3 separate regions of the Sus scrofa genome follow, and regions 2 and 3 are each linked to region 1. Evidence: chromatin contacts called from public HiChIP or PLAC-seq data. All regions are on one chromosome and are shown on one strand. Each heading gives the region's core, a stretch centred on a gene start, on an enhancer-like site or on the middle of the called end of the contact. The rest is flanking DNA. Distances are from core to core; before and after follow the strand shown. Region 1 has its middle 45 kb from the start of FZD7. Region 2 overlaps KIAA2012. Region 3 overlaps KIAA2012.

Region 1 (4,330 bases), core at 924-3,423:
GCCTTAGCATGATGCCCTCGAGGTCCATCCAAGGTGTTGCAATGGCAGGATTTCCTTCTGAACCTGAATTTTTTTTTCCTTTTTTTTTTAGGGCCGCACCCACTCCATATGGAGGTTCCCAGGCTAGGGGTTGAACTGGAACTACAGCTGCCAGCCTACACTACAGCAACACAGGATCTGTAACCTGCTGAGCGGGGCCAGGGATTGAACCCGAATCTTCATGGATACTAGTCAGATTCATTTTCACTGTGCCACAACGGGAACTCCCTAAACCTGGAATTATTTTAATTTTTTTTTGTTGTTGTTGTTGTTGTTGTTGCTTTTTAGGGCCGCACTCGCAGCATATGGAGGTTCCCAGGCTAGGGATCTAATCGGAGCTGCAGCTGCTGGCCTACACCACAGCCACATCAATGTCAGATCCGAGCCTCGTCTGCCACCTATACCACAGCTCATGGCAACACCGGATCCTTCACCCACTGAGCAAGGCCAGGGATCAAACCTGCAACCTCATGGTTCCTAGTCAGATTCATTTCCGCTATGCCACAACGGGAACTCCTAAACCTGAATTTTTATAAGATAAAATTTCTTTCTGCTGTACAGTAGAAAATTGACAAAACACTGTAAACCAGCTATGACGGAAAAAATAAAAAATCATTTTTAAAAATTAAATAAAAAATAAACAACTATCTGACCAAAGAAAAAAATTTTTTTTTCTATTTATCAACTCCTGTCTGATGCTGATCGCATCATCTATGGGGTCCTGGCCTGAGTCCCTGGGATTCAGAATAGAAGAGGCCTTACCATGCCTGATCCTTTTTTTTTTTTTTTCCTCCAGCTTCAACAGAGCAACCTGTTCCCTACAACAACTGGTAAATGAACTACATGTGAAAAATGATCCCTGGAGGAGGGGGGAGGACCTGAAACCCAGTGATAAAATTCCAGGGAAATGCTATCTTCATTGACAACCCAAGTGATGGGTTAGTTAGTCAGCCACCGGTAGAGTCAGTGCTTCTTATCAATTTCCTTCTTCTTTCTACATGAAGCAGAATCATCGCTCTAAAGACAAGGGAAAGACAGAGGTTCTAGAAAGTTTTTGCAGGTTCCTTCCAATTACATTTTCTTGCTTCTAGATTTCCCGATTTCTTCCATTAGCCAAGGGCAGGGAAGTGTATTGCCAGGTGGGGCTCAAGGATTTAAAGGCAGTGTTTATCCGAAAAATCTCTGTGGACATGAGGACAATCAGTCTGATAAGCAGGAATAAGCAAATGAGTCACGTGACTGTCTCTGCTTCATTTTTCTCCGCCTATTAAAAAAAGGGGATGCAGAATTCCCTGGTGGTACAGTGGGTTAAGAATTTGGCATCATCTGGTTGCCAAGGGGGAGAGAGAGGGAGTGGGATGAACTGGGAATTAGGGGTTAATAGATGCAGACTATTGCATTTGGAGTGGAAAAGCAATGAGATCCTGCCGTATAGCACAGGGAACTCTATCTGATCACTTGTGATGGAACATGATGGAGGATAATGTGAGAAAAAGAATGTATATACATATGTATAACTGGGCTACTTTGCTATACAGCAGAAATTGACAGAACACTATAAATCAACTATAATGGAAAAAAATTTTTTTAAAGAATGTGGCATTATCACTGCTCTGGGTTGGGTCACTGTTGTGGCATGAGTTCAATCCTGGCCTGGGATGGACATGCATGACATGGGAAAGGCCAAAAAAAGGTAGGGGGTGCTGCTTCTTCAGTTCTTGAGGATGATAGAGAAGCACATGCAATACCAGGACAAGCATTTCGGCAATAAAGATAAAGACCTACTTGAAGATTTCAGGGATGTCTTAAGGCTGTTTTTCTTTGATAAATGAAGGAGAAAAAATTATGGTTTGTGCTCAAATTTGCCTGATCATCCACTGGCCTTTATGTGGATTTGGTAAAAGAAAGTTTTTCTTTACCAGATGCCACCTCTGGGACCCAAGCGGCTTCACAGACCAAACTATGCCCCATGAGGCCACCAGCCTGAACCTCATCTCTATGCAGTCACACTTAGCCCTTCACCACGACTGTGTGGTTTCAGCTATAGTAGCTGGCTTTGAAATGGCTGTGAACTGAGTTTCCAGGCTCAGGGATGGTTCTGTGCAAACTCATCCCAAGTCTTCTCAAGTGTCTTCTTAGAAGCCACAGTCAGCTTTGGCCAGGGGAGGCTGGTCAGGGCCAGAGCCACAAATCTGGAGCCTTGGCAAGAACAAAGCTGACAGAGTCACGTGGGGCGGGAACCTGTGACCTCAGGCACAGCTGGGCTATAATCAATCAGCAGCCATTCCCCAGGATTAAGAGTAACAAATCACAAAATGTACTTAACCACCACTTAAGCTATTAGATAAGGCCACTTGCTCAGCCAGACCTGGGACTACAGCTTCTAAAGAAAAAAAAATTTTTTAATGGATTTTGGCATCTTTTTTTCTTTCTTTCTTTCTTTCTTTCTTTCTTTCTTTCTTTCTTTCTCTCTCTCTCTTTCTTTCTTTCTTTTTTTTGTCTTTTGTCCTTTTTAGGGCCACACCCACAGCATATGGAGGTTCCCAGGCTAGGCGTAGAATCGGAGCTGTAGGCGCCAGCCTACGGCATAGTCACAGCCACAGCCACAGCAACACCAGATCCAAGCCGCATCTGTGACCTACACCACAGCTCACAGCAACACCCGATCCTTAACCCACTGAGCAAGGCCAGGGATCGAACCCGCAACCTCCTGGTTCCTGGTCAGATTCATTTCAACTGTGCCACGGTGGGAACTCTGGATTTTGGCATCTTTTGATAAATGTGTTTTCAGAGAGTTTTTTCCTTCTACAATTAAAAGATATCTTTTGTGGTATATATACACAATGGAATACTACTCAGTCATAAAAAAGAACAACATAATGCCATTTGCAGCAACATGGATGGAACTAGAGACTCTCATACTGAGTGAAATAAGTCAGAAAGAGAAAGACAAATACCATATGATATCACTTATAACTGGAATCTGATATACAGCACAAATGAATGTTTCCACAGAAAAGAAAATCATAGACTTGGAGAATATACTTGCGGCTGCCCTGTGGTGGGGAGAGGGAGGGAATGGGAGAGATTGGGAGCTTAGGGTTAACAGATGCAAACTATTGCTCCTGGAATGGATTTACAATGAGATCCTACTGTGTAGCACTGAGAACTATGTCTACATACTTGCATGGCAACACAACAATGGGAGGAAAAAATATGTATACATGTATGTGTAACTTGGTCCCCATGCTGTACAGTGGGGAAAAGATAAATAAATAAAATATAAAAAATAATAATAATAAAATAAAATAAAAAATACCTTTGGTTGCATACATTAAAAATCCAAGACTAATGCCCAACCTATTAGAAGGGGAGCAATAAACAGTTAATTTATAAGTACATTTATTCACTCAATAGCTATTTACTGAGCACCTACTGTGTATCGGGCATTTATCTAGGCTTTGAGGGACACTATTATGAATGACACAGATAAAAGCTTCTAACATAAGATAGCAGTAAATGAAAAAATACATAATATCAGATAGGAAAGTGTGCTATGATGACAAATTAGATAAGGTAAAGTAGAGAGAAATGTGGCTACTATCTTAGGGTCATGAGGGCAACTCTGAAATGTCTGAGTGAAGACTTGAACGTTGTGAGGGAGGAAACTGCAAATGTATCTGAGAAAGAGTCTTCCACAAGGAAGGAACAGCATGGGCAAAGGCCCTGAGGCAGGAAGGTGCTTGGTATATCTGAGGAAGAGCAAAGAGGTCCAATGGCTGGAGTGAAGAAAGAGAGGGAGTGATGAGTAAAGGGAGATGACCTTGGACAGGGGTCAGAGGCCAGAACAGCCTGGGTTTTGAAGCCGTGGGGTCTATAATGAGAGAGGGAGGAAACCACGGGAGGGCTTTGAACAGGAGTGTGATTCTACGCTATGGGGAATAAATGCAGGGGAGTAAGAATGGCAGGTGGGAGACCATGGCAAAGTCCAGGTGACAGATAATGGTGGCAAGGCGGAAGCAGTGGAGGGTAAGAAGTGGCTACACACTGGGGAGTTCCCATTGTGGCTCAGCAGTTAACAAACCTGACTAGTATCCATGAGGGAGCAGGTTCAATCCCTGGCCTCGCTCAGTGGGTTAAGTAAGGATCCAGTGGTGCCGTGAACTGTGGTGTAGGTAGCAGACGTGGCTCGGATCCTTCATTTTTATGGCTGTGGTAGAGGCCGGCAGCTACGGCTCCAATTGGACCCCCAGCCTGGGAACCTCCATATGCCCCTGGTTCAGCCATAATA
Region 2 (4,330 bases), core at 1,344-3,843, 170 kb after region 1:
AAAAAAAAAAAAGACACTGTCCAGGAGTTCCCATCAAGGCTCAGCAGGTTAAGAACCCCGATACTGTGTCCATGAGCATTCGGGTTTGATCCCTGGCTTTGCTCAGTGGGTTAAGGATCCATTATTGCTGTAAGCTGCAATGTAGGTCACAGATGTGGCTCAGATCTGGCATTGCTGTGACTGGGCGTAAGCCAGCTGCTGCAGCCCCAATTTGACCCCTAGCCCGCAAACCTCCATATGCCTTGGGTGTGCCCCAAAAGGAAAAAAAAAAAAAAAAAGACATTGTCTAAAGATGGAGCAGGTCCCCTAGGAGGCAAGTTCTGGTGCCCAGAGTCACTGAAACCTGCTTTGTTGACCACTGGCAAAAGAAGTGCCGAGGGATTGCAGGCTGGTTTCGAGATGCAGTGATTCCAGAACCCTTGAATCAATTTTGCCAGGAAAAATATTCGGGACATTGAGTCTGTTCCAGTTCCCAGAGAAAGAAGCCCAGGATTAGGTGGACTATTATCAATATCAAAGTATCTGACCAGTAATTGGGAAGCCCTGGGTGTTCTCTGACTCTGAGTGACTTGTAATGCTTCTGGGACTCTGCTTCCTCTTTAGTTAAATGGAGATAATAATGCTGGGACCTCCACACCTGCCTCTCAACAGTGAGGCGAGAATTACATGAAATAATACTGTTCAAAGAATCTTCACGTCTCTAAAGGAGTCAATTCACAAACGAGACAGGAAAAAACATTTGCCGATCCCTGTTAAGAGCCAGGTCTCTCACATGTTAAACCTTATTTGATTTCCCCACTACCCTTCCTGTTAAGTGTGCTGTTTGCCACGCTGCAGATGAGGAAACAGAGGATTGGTGAGATGAGATGATGAAGGGTAATGTGGCTGGCAGCAGAAGGAGCTAGGATTCAAAGCCACCAAACCCACAATCCCTGATATTGATGTCTATCTAGTCTGTTCCTGAGAAAAATTTAATTGTACATACCTGTTCTGGCTTCAGAATCTGAGAGAGGAGTGGAAACTTAATAATATATTTTAGGAGTTCCCGTCGTAGCACAGTGGTTAACGAATCTGACTAGGAACCATGAGGTTGTGGGTTCGATCCCTGGCCTTGCTCAGTGGGTTGAGGAACCGGCGTTGCCATGAGCTGTGGTGTAGGTTGCAGACCCGGCTCAGATCCTGCGTTGCTGTGGCTGTGGCATAGGCCGGTGGCTACGGCTCCAATTAGACCCCTAGCCTGGGAACCTCCATATCCCGCAGGAGTGGCTCAAGAAAAGGCAAAAAAAAAGACAAAAAAAAAATAATAATATATTTTAATCTTAATAACATTAGATACCTTATGATTTCAGTTTTCTTTATTAAGAATGAGTATGAGGAGTTCCCATGGTGGCTCAGGGAAACGAATCTGACTAGCCTCCATAAGGATGCAGGTTGGATCCCTCACCTCACTCAGTGGGTTAAGGATCTGGTGTTGCTGTGAGCCATGGTGCAGGTTGCAGACGCGGCCCAGATCCCGCGTTGCTGTGTCTGTGGTATAGGCCAGAAGCTACAGCTCCTGATTCGACTCCTAGCCTGGGAACCTCCATATGCCGCAGGTGCAGCCCTAAAAAGCCAAAAAGAAAGAAAGAATAAGTGTGAGATCTTTTTACTACACAAGAAAACTTGTACACCCTTGAAGTTGAAACTCACGAGATACTGATTTCCTTCAAGCATTAGGAAGGCATTGAAATTACATTACATGATATGCTACATGGAATTGCCAAATGTATTTTCCTTATTAAGCCTTTTAAGAACTCCCTACAAATTTTTTTTTTTTTTTAAATTTTTGTCTTTTTGCTATTTCTTTGGGCTGCTCCCGCGGCATATGGAGGTTCCCAGGCTAGGGGTCCAATCGGAGCTGTAGCCGCCGGCCTACACCAGAGCCACAGCAACATGGGATCCGAGCCGCGTCTGTGACCTACACCACAGCTCACGACAACGCCGGATCGTTAACCCACTGAGCAAGGGCAGGGACCGAACCCGCAACCTCATGGTTCCTAGTCGGATTCGTTAACCACTGCGCCACGACGGGAATTTCCCAAATTTATTTTTATTCCCATTTCACAGATGGAGAGGCTGAGCTTCAATGATAGGTCATGCGGCACATGGCCGAACTCTGGCTCCTGCAGCCCCTGCTCCCCCATCCTATGGGGAGCTTTGATAGTTCCTTATCAAAGCCGGCTGTGGGCCTAGAAGTACCACGCTCAGATGGGGGGCTGTGGGTGAGAGTAGAGGGCAGGACCGGTGGAAGGTTCTCCAAAAACAGATGAGAACTTCAGGCAACCTGGCCCAGCCTCTGTCGAACAAAGAACCTGAGGCTAGGGGTTAAGTATCTCACACGAGCTGAAAGGCATGAGGTGTGGGCGTCAGGGCTTCAGTGCAGACAGCAGGCAGTCTGACGCCAGGACCTGCACCCTGACAGCTGGGGCAGCTATGTCTTCTGTCTCGTTTGAGTGTGGCTGTTTGTGTTTACAACGTGTTTGTTACTCTCTGCGCCCACCCCCACCCCCCCAGCCCTCTAATACCGCACTGCTGCCAGTGCCCTTTCTAAATACAGCTGGGTCATACCACTGGGTTGCTGGACACTCCTACCACGTCTCCAGTGGCCTTCCTGTTAAATCTTGGCATCAAAAATATATTGCTTTTATAAATAGAAAAATATAACAAATGAATTAAAAAAAAAAAATTCCAGACTGCAACATTCAAGATCTGGCTGGTGTCTGATTCACACGGCCCAGGCTCTGCAGCCCCGCCAGCCTCCCCCACAAACCAGTACCTGCGGTTTCCTCTGTGGGAACTGCCCTACCTCCCCTTCTCTGCAAGACTTAACACCGTGTCCACTGGTAAACAAACCTTCCTGGCCTAATTTAGCTTCACCTCCCGCGAGGTCCTGCAGAAACCTGTCATAATCTGTCACAAGATTTATCACACTGCATGGCAACGTGAGATTTCTAGTCATTTCTCTACAGGGATTCTCTACAAATAGATCTCTCGGCCTTGTGCCTCAGTACCCAGCACAGTACCTGACACACGACAGACACTCAATAATAAATATTCCTAAGCAGAAGGAACAGATAAAGAGCAAATGATTTGGCCAGAATAACAGAGCTGGGATTTGAATTTTCAGTCCTTCTGTGTATATTGCTCACCAAGTATTATTGCCTATGTTTCAGTCATCGCCTTTGTAACTGATATTAAAAGTGACAGCATTTTTTTTAGTTTTACTTTTTACTTTTTTTTTTTTTTTTGGTATTTTTAGGGCCGAATCCATAGCATACGGCAGTTCCCACGCTAGGAGTCGAATCAGACCTGCAGCTGCCTACACCACAGCCACAGCAACACCAGATCCGAACTGCATCTGTGATCCATGCCACGCCAGATCTTTAACCCACTGATCGAGGCCAGGGTTCAAGCCCACATCCTCATCCTCATCGATACTAGTCAGGTTCTTAACCTTCTAAGTCACAATGGGAACTCCTAGTTTTACTTTTTTTAATTCAAATTTTGAATCCAAAATATACTCAGGAGTTTTTTAAAATTTAAGTATAAAAAGGTATGTCTCCCAGCAGCTGGGTTCCCTTCCCCTTGGACCACACTGTTGCTAGTTTTCTGTGTGCCCTTCCTGAGTTGCAGTATGCAAATAGAGGCCAATACAAGATAGAAACACAGACAGAGAAGTATTTTATACATGTTTCTACATCTCTTACACATTGCTCACAGTCTTACTTTTTTTACTCAATGTATCTTGAAATTCTGTGTTGAGATGCTTTTTAATGATTGCATAGTATTCTGTTGTACGAATTACCATAATGTATGCAATATGTCCCCAATTGATTGAATATGTAGGTTGTTTCCAATCTATTGCAAGGAATGATTTAGGTATATGTCTTTTCACATGTATGTTCATATATGATAGCTTTTTGACACTTTTCTAAGCAACAGGCAGAATTTCAAATTAAGACTACGTCTTTTTATAACAGGGACTCCTCAAAAGATTCTTTCCAAATCCCTGAGTCTGCCTCTGTCTCCCCATCTGTGGAATGAGAGGAATAGTCCTTGCCCCTGAAGGCTCATAGCTACATGTTGTTAAGATTGAATGTTCCTGTTATGGCTCAGCGGAAACCAATCTGACTAGCATCCATGAGGATGCAGGTTCAATCCCTGGCCTCACTCAGTGGGTTAAGGATCTGGTTGCTGCGAGCTGTGGTGTAGATTGCAGATGCGGCTCAGATCCCCCATTGCTGTGGCAGTGGCGTAGGCTGGGAGCTACAGCTCAGGTTCAGCCCCTAGC
Region 3 (4,330 bases), core at 700-3,199, 140 kb after region 1:
GAGAAGCTGGGGCAGAAGCAGCACAGCCCAGGGCTCTCCCTGCCCTGCCACAGCCTGGATGCAGAGCGGGGCTGTGCAGGAGGGACAGGCATGGTCTCTATGTCTCCCTAATCTCCAACTTCCTGGCTTTCTCCTCTTCCCTCACACTCATTAAAAAACAATAATATTATAAGCAGTTTTGTTTTCCCGTATGCGCCTAGAGAAGTTCTGAGGAAGTACCTGAACTCTCACTGTTGAATCCCTGGCCAGGGTCAGGCCTCCCCTGAGGTAAAACATGGCAGAGCCCACACTTCCTGCCACTGAGGAACCACAGAAGCAATATTTACAATTTTTTTTTTTAACATACCTGCTTTGAAGACACTCTTTCTAAGGGATCTAGAAGGTTTTCTTTTTCAAGAGAGTCTGTGACTGAGGAAAATACACTGTGCTATATTTCAATAATTCCACAACTCCAAAGGCCTTGAGAATACCTCCTATACCCTAAACACTCCAAATTCACACAGCCTCATGGTTGTATTTTAAGAGACCTCATATCACCTGCAATGAAAGAGTGGCTCCGTCATGTCAAATTAAGTCCTAGACTGAATTATTACCCTTGCAGTCAAAAACAGGACCACTAGACCGAGGGTCCTAAACTCTAGTCTCCTCATTTCCCCTGTGAGGCTGCACAAACCAGCTCGCTCTGAGAATTGCCTGTGCCTGGGAGTTCCCATCTGGGTGCAGTGAAAACGAATCCCACCTAGGAACCATGAGGTGGCAGGTTCGATCCCTGGCCTTGCTCAGTGGGTGAAGGATCCCACATTGTGGTGAGCTGTGGTGTAAGTCAAAGATGCGGCTGGGATCTGGCCTTACTGTGGCTGTGGTGTAGGCCAGCAGCTGTAGCTCCGATTAGACCCCTAGCCTGGGAACCTCCATATGCCATGGGTGTGACCCTAAAAAGCAAAAAAAAAAAAAAAAGAGAGAGAGAGAGAGAATTGCCTGTGCCTCCTTTGTGAGAGGAGGGGGCTGTTCCCACCAGAACCAGCTGATTTGTTCAAGCAAGTTTTATTTCCTTTAGAAGTAGCCCCCTGTGAGTCCCCCTGTGAGTCCCCCTGTGGCACAGTGGGTTAAGGATCCCGCGTTGTCACTGCAGTTGCTGGCGTTTTGCCGCTGCGCGGGTGGGAATCCCCAGCCGCGGAACTGCCACATGCCTCTGGCCCGGCCAAAGGAAAAAGGAAAAAAAAGAAGACGCCCCACTAAAGGAAAGTTATTTGAGGAAAAGTCTCGGACGCCCCACTAGCCCCCAAACGCGAAGAAAATGAGGGTGGGGCGCCTTAGGGGAGGGGAGTGTCTTCTGCGCCTCCCCCACCCCCGTACTTTTGGAGGCTAATGGCTCTTTATTAATCACTTCAATTTTAACTACTTCCTCAACCTACTCTATGTAAATGACTAATTTCATGTTTACTATAAATCATCTGGAAAAGATTTAGAGACAAATTTCTGCCCAGCAGATTTCGGTTACGTACCTTGATGAGCCACTGGCAAATTCAGTGAATCCCTCCCTCTGTCGCCTTTCCACTCTGCGGCAGGCTAGGGGGTCACACAAAATTGATCTCTATCAGCATCAGGGGTTTCTGCTCGCCTGGCCTTTAACTGCCCCCTAATTCACCCCCTCCCTCCCTTCCCTGGGGTCGGACCACATTAGGAGTTTAGTCACAAAATACTTTTACTTTTTTTTTTTTATCAGTGTGTTAGCTTCGAGTGAAAACACAAAACCAAAATAGCAACTACCCCCCACCAAGGGTGGACTATTTTGGCATCACCACGCTTTCACGAGAAGTCACATACCTCGATTTGGAAAGCAATTTCTGACGGGCGGGTGAGAGTGAAAGCCAGCGGGTGCTTTGCAGACGTGACCGGGTTCCCGGATTTACCCAGTTCTGGAGGCTGCCTCTGGTGCCCCCTACTGGTTGGAGTTTTTAAACCCTCGGCTGTGCGTTTCCCGAGCCGCGGTCCGCGCCGGGGCCGCGAGCAGGAGGGATCCCGTCTTCCGCCTCCGGCACGCGGGCGGGCAACCGGTGGGACTCGCCGCCGAGGCACCTCCTCCACCCCTGGTGGAGAATGCGGACCTGGGCGGTAAAACCAAAACCAGAAATGAGTAGCGACTGGCGACAACGTCCTAGGAGTCGCAGGAGGGGGTTGAGTTGGGGAAAGAGGGGGAAGAAACCTACTAGGAGAAACGAGGAGATGAAAAGAGAAATGAAAAAAGAAAAAGGAGACAAGCAGACGTGTTTCAACTCCAAGCTCCCATTTCCTCTTTCAAATGAACTGCCTCCCCACTGTGAACAGAATCAAGTATTTATGAAGGCATTTTTTGCATATTAATAGCTGCATGTGGAGCTTTGCCAGTTCTGAAGTCCTAAAGGTATGGTGCCCTTTTTTGAATGCAGGTCCTCCACGCTCCTCACAGAATTTGGTATTCTCCTTCACATAGATTTTCCTTTTTGCCTTGTGGCTCCTCCTAAGGTCTTTCATTTGATTAAGGGAAATTAGTTCCCGGGATACGGTCAGAGTCCAAGCCCTGCTCTTAGCTCGGTGGCTGACATCAATCACTAGAGAAGCTTTTCCTCTTCCCCAGGGCCTCTCTATGTAGAGGCCAAAGGTTGCGTGAGGTTACTAGCACCTAAAAAGAGCATTAAAATTGTAAATGAAAATTCCAGCAGGAGTGTTAATATATCTATCGTGAGTGAGGAGAAAGTAAAACTTTTAAAAAAGGAAGAAAAATAATTGCATTAACTGCAACAGCATGACTAGCTATGCTCGGTAAAGATTATGAGCGATTTTAAAAGGAAAACATTGAAAACCAGTTAGAAAAAGAAGCAGGAGACATAAACAATTCATGTCAAAAATAATAGAGAACAAACAAGATTCATCCTGAATAGCAAATTTTTTGTCTGAGTAGCAGTTTAAATTGAGGCAAACTGAAAAAATAAATAAATAAATAAATTGAGGCAAACTGGAGGTGCCATTTTTATTTGAGATTTGAGATTTGTGCCTTCTCTCACCTTTTTTTTAATGGTAACACTCAGTACTGCTGAGGTATTGGTAAAACTGATACACTTAACACACTTCCAATGGGTTGTAGTTTGGTTCAATTCGCTTGTAAATCAAAATGGCAGTATGACTTGTGAAACATGGAAAATTTTCATATCCATTGATTCAGTATTTCTGACTTCTGGGGATTTATCCTAAGGAAATAGCTGAGCAGAAAAAAAAAAAAAAATGGGTGAAGGTGGCCATTGCAGCACTATCTGTAATACAAAAAAATTGGAAACAGCCAGAGACGTTATTAAATTAATTGTGTGGGATTTAATTCAGGCATTAAAAAATAATGTTTGTTTTTCCTAGAAGCTTTGATTTAATACAAAAGGTTTAACACAGAGTTTTTCAACTTCAACACCATTGCCAGATAGTCTTTGTTGTGGGAGCTTTCTCATGCATTGTAGGATGCTAAGCAGCATCCCAACTCTCTACCCACTAGATGCCAGTAGCGCGAGCGCGCACGTGGCGCGCGCGCGCGCGCGCACACACACACACACACACACACACACACACACACGGCCACTAGTGACAGTCAAAAAGTGTCTCCAGTCCATGCCAAATGTCCCCTGGAAGGCAAAAATCACACACATCCCAGCCCCAACCCCACGTTGAGAACTACCGATTCCATTTTAAAAGTGGAAATCAAAGTGATGTCAACTGTGACCTCAACTGTGCAAAAAAATTGCTGTGTCTTTAAAGACCTGCAAATAATAGTGTTTGAAATGATGGCTATGTTGGGCTACATTTTTGGTTTTTATTTTATCTGCTTCATTTTTCATTGTTTTTCTTTTCTTTCCAAAATTCTCCCTGTAAAGAGGAATAATGGATCATGAGGAGAGCTGGCTTAAAATGACCAGGAGCAAACAGCAGGTATACAGCAAGTGAAACAAGGGTCAACACCACAGTGTCATTATTTTTTTTAACTGCTGTTTAAATTATTTAACCTTAATTAGGTTTGTATTAGATTATTGGATAGGGCCATCAGAATTCTCTTGTAAGAATTCAACAACCCCTTTTCAGCATTTTATGCCTCTGATCCTAGGCTTTAAGGAGGTGAGGGGCAAATCACCTATTTTTCTGAAAAGTCTGGATCTCAAAATATGAAGCCCTCTAATCCATCCAAATCTATCTATGCAAGCTTGGGAGGAGATGGACCCTGAGCCCACTCCTTAATGGAGTTGTCAGGGCAGAGAGGCTGTCAATACAAAGTATCAAAGTACAAGCTCAAACCTTAATTAGATTCCCAAGA

The links. HiChIP or PLAC-seq counts read pairs in DNA pulled down with a chosen protein or histone mark.
Region 2: an H3K27ac HiChIP or PLAC-seq map of skeletal muscle shows a contact between it and region 1, with 4 times the contacts expected there. The contact joins two enhancer-like sites. A contact is called at or near these places in 1 of 47 Hi-C or Micro-C datasets (skeletal muscle) and 1 of 2 datasets of contacts at active chromatin or transcription factors (skeletal muscle).
Region 3: an H3K27ac HiChIP or PLAC-seq map of skeletal muscle shows a contact between it and region 1. The contact joins two enhancer-like sites. A contact is called at or near these places in 1 of 47 Hi-C or Micro-C datasets (liver) and 1 of 2 datasets of contacts at active chromatin or transcription factors (skeletal muscle).

What each region holds. Positions count from the first base shown.
Region 1 is chr15:105,597,393-105,601,722 of Sscrofa11.1, forward strand. No RefSeq gene overlaps it. Among named protein-coding and RNA genes, the nearest start is that of FZD7, 45 kb to the right of the region's middle. Within about 2 kb of position 2,174, at least 3 of the 83 cell types and tissues checked have an H3K27ac peak or open chromatin away from gene starts, as enhancers often do. A contact at or near this core is called in skeletal muscle, where this site is marked.
Region 2 is chr15:105,762,123-105,766,452 of Sscrofa11.1, forward strand. The region is part of intron 14 of KIAA2012; the gene reads left to right. Among named protein-coding and RNA genes, the nearest start is that of KIAA2012, 83 kb to the left of the region's middle. Within about 2 kb of position 2,594, at least 1 of the 83 cell types and tissues checked has an H3K27ac peak or open chromatin away from gene starts, as enhancers often do. A contact at or near this core is called in skeletal muscle, where this site is marked.
Region 3 is chr15:105,741,947-105,746,276 of Sscrofa11.1, forward strand. The region is part of intron 13 of KIAA2012; the gene reads left to right. Among named protein-coding and RNA genes, the nearest start is that of KIAA2012, 63 kb to the left of the region's middle. Within about 2 kb of position 1,950, at least 31 of the 83 cell types and tissues checked have an H3K27ac peak or open chromatin away from gene starts, as enhancers often do. A contact at or near this core is called in skeletal muscle, where this site is marked.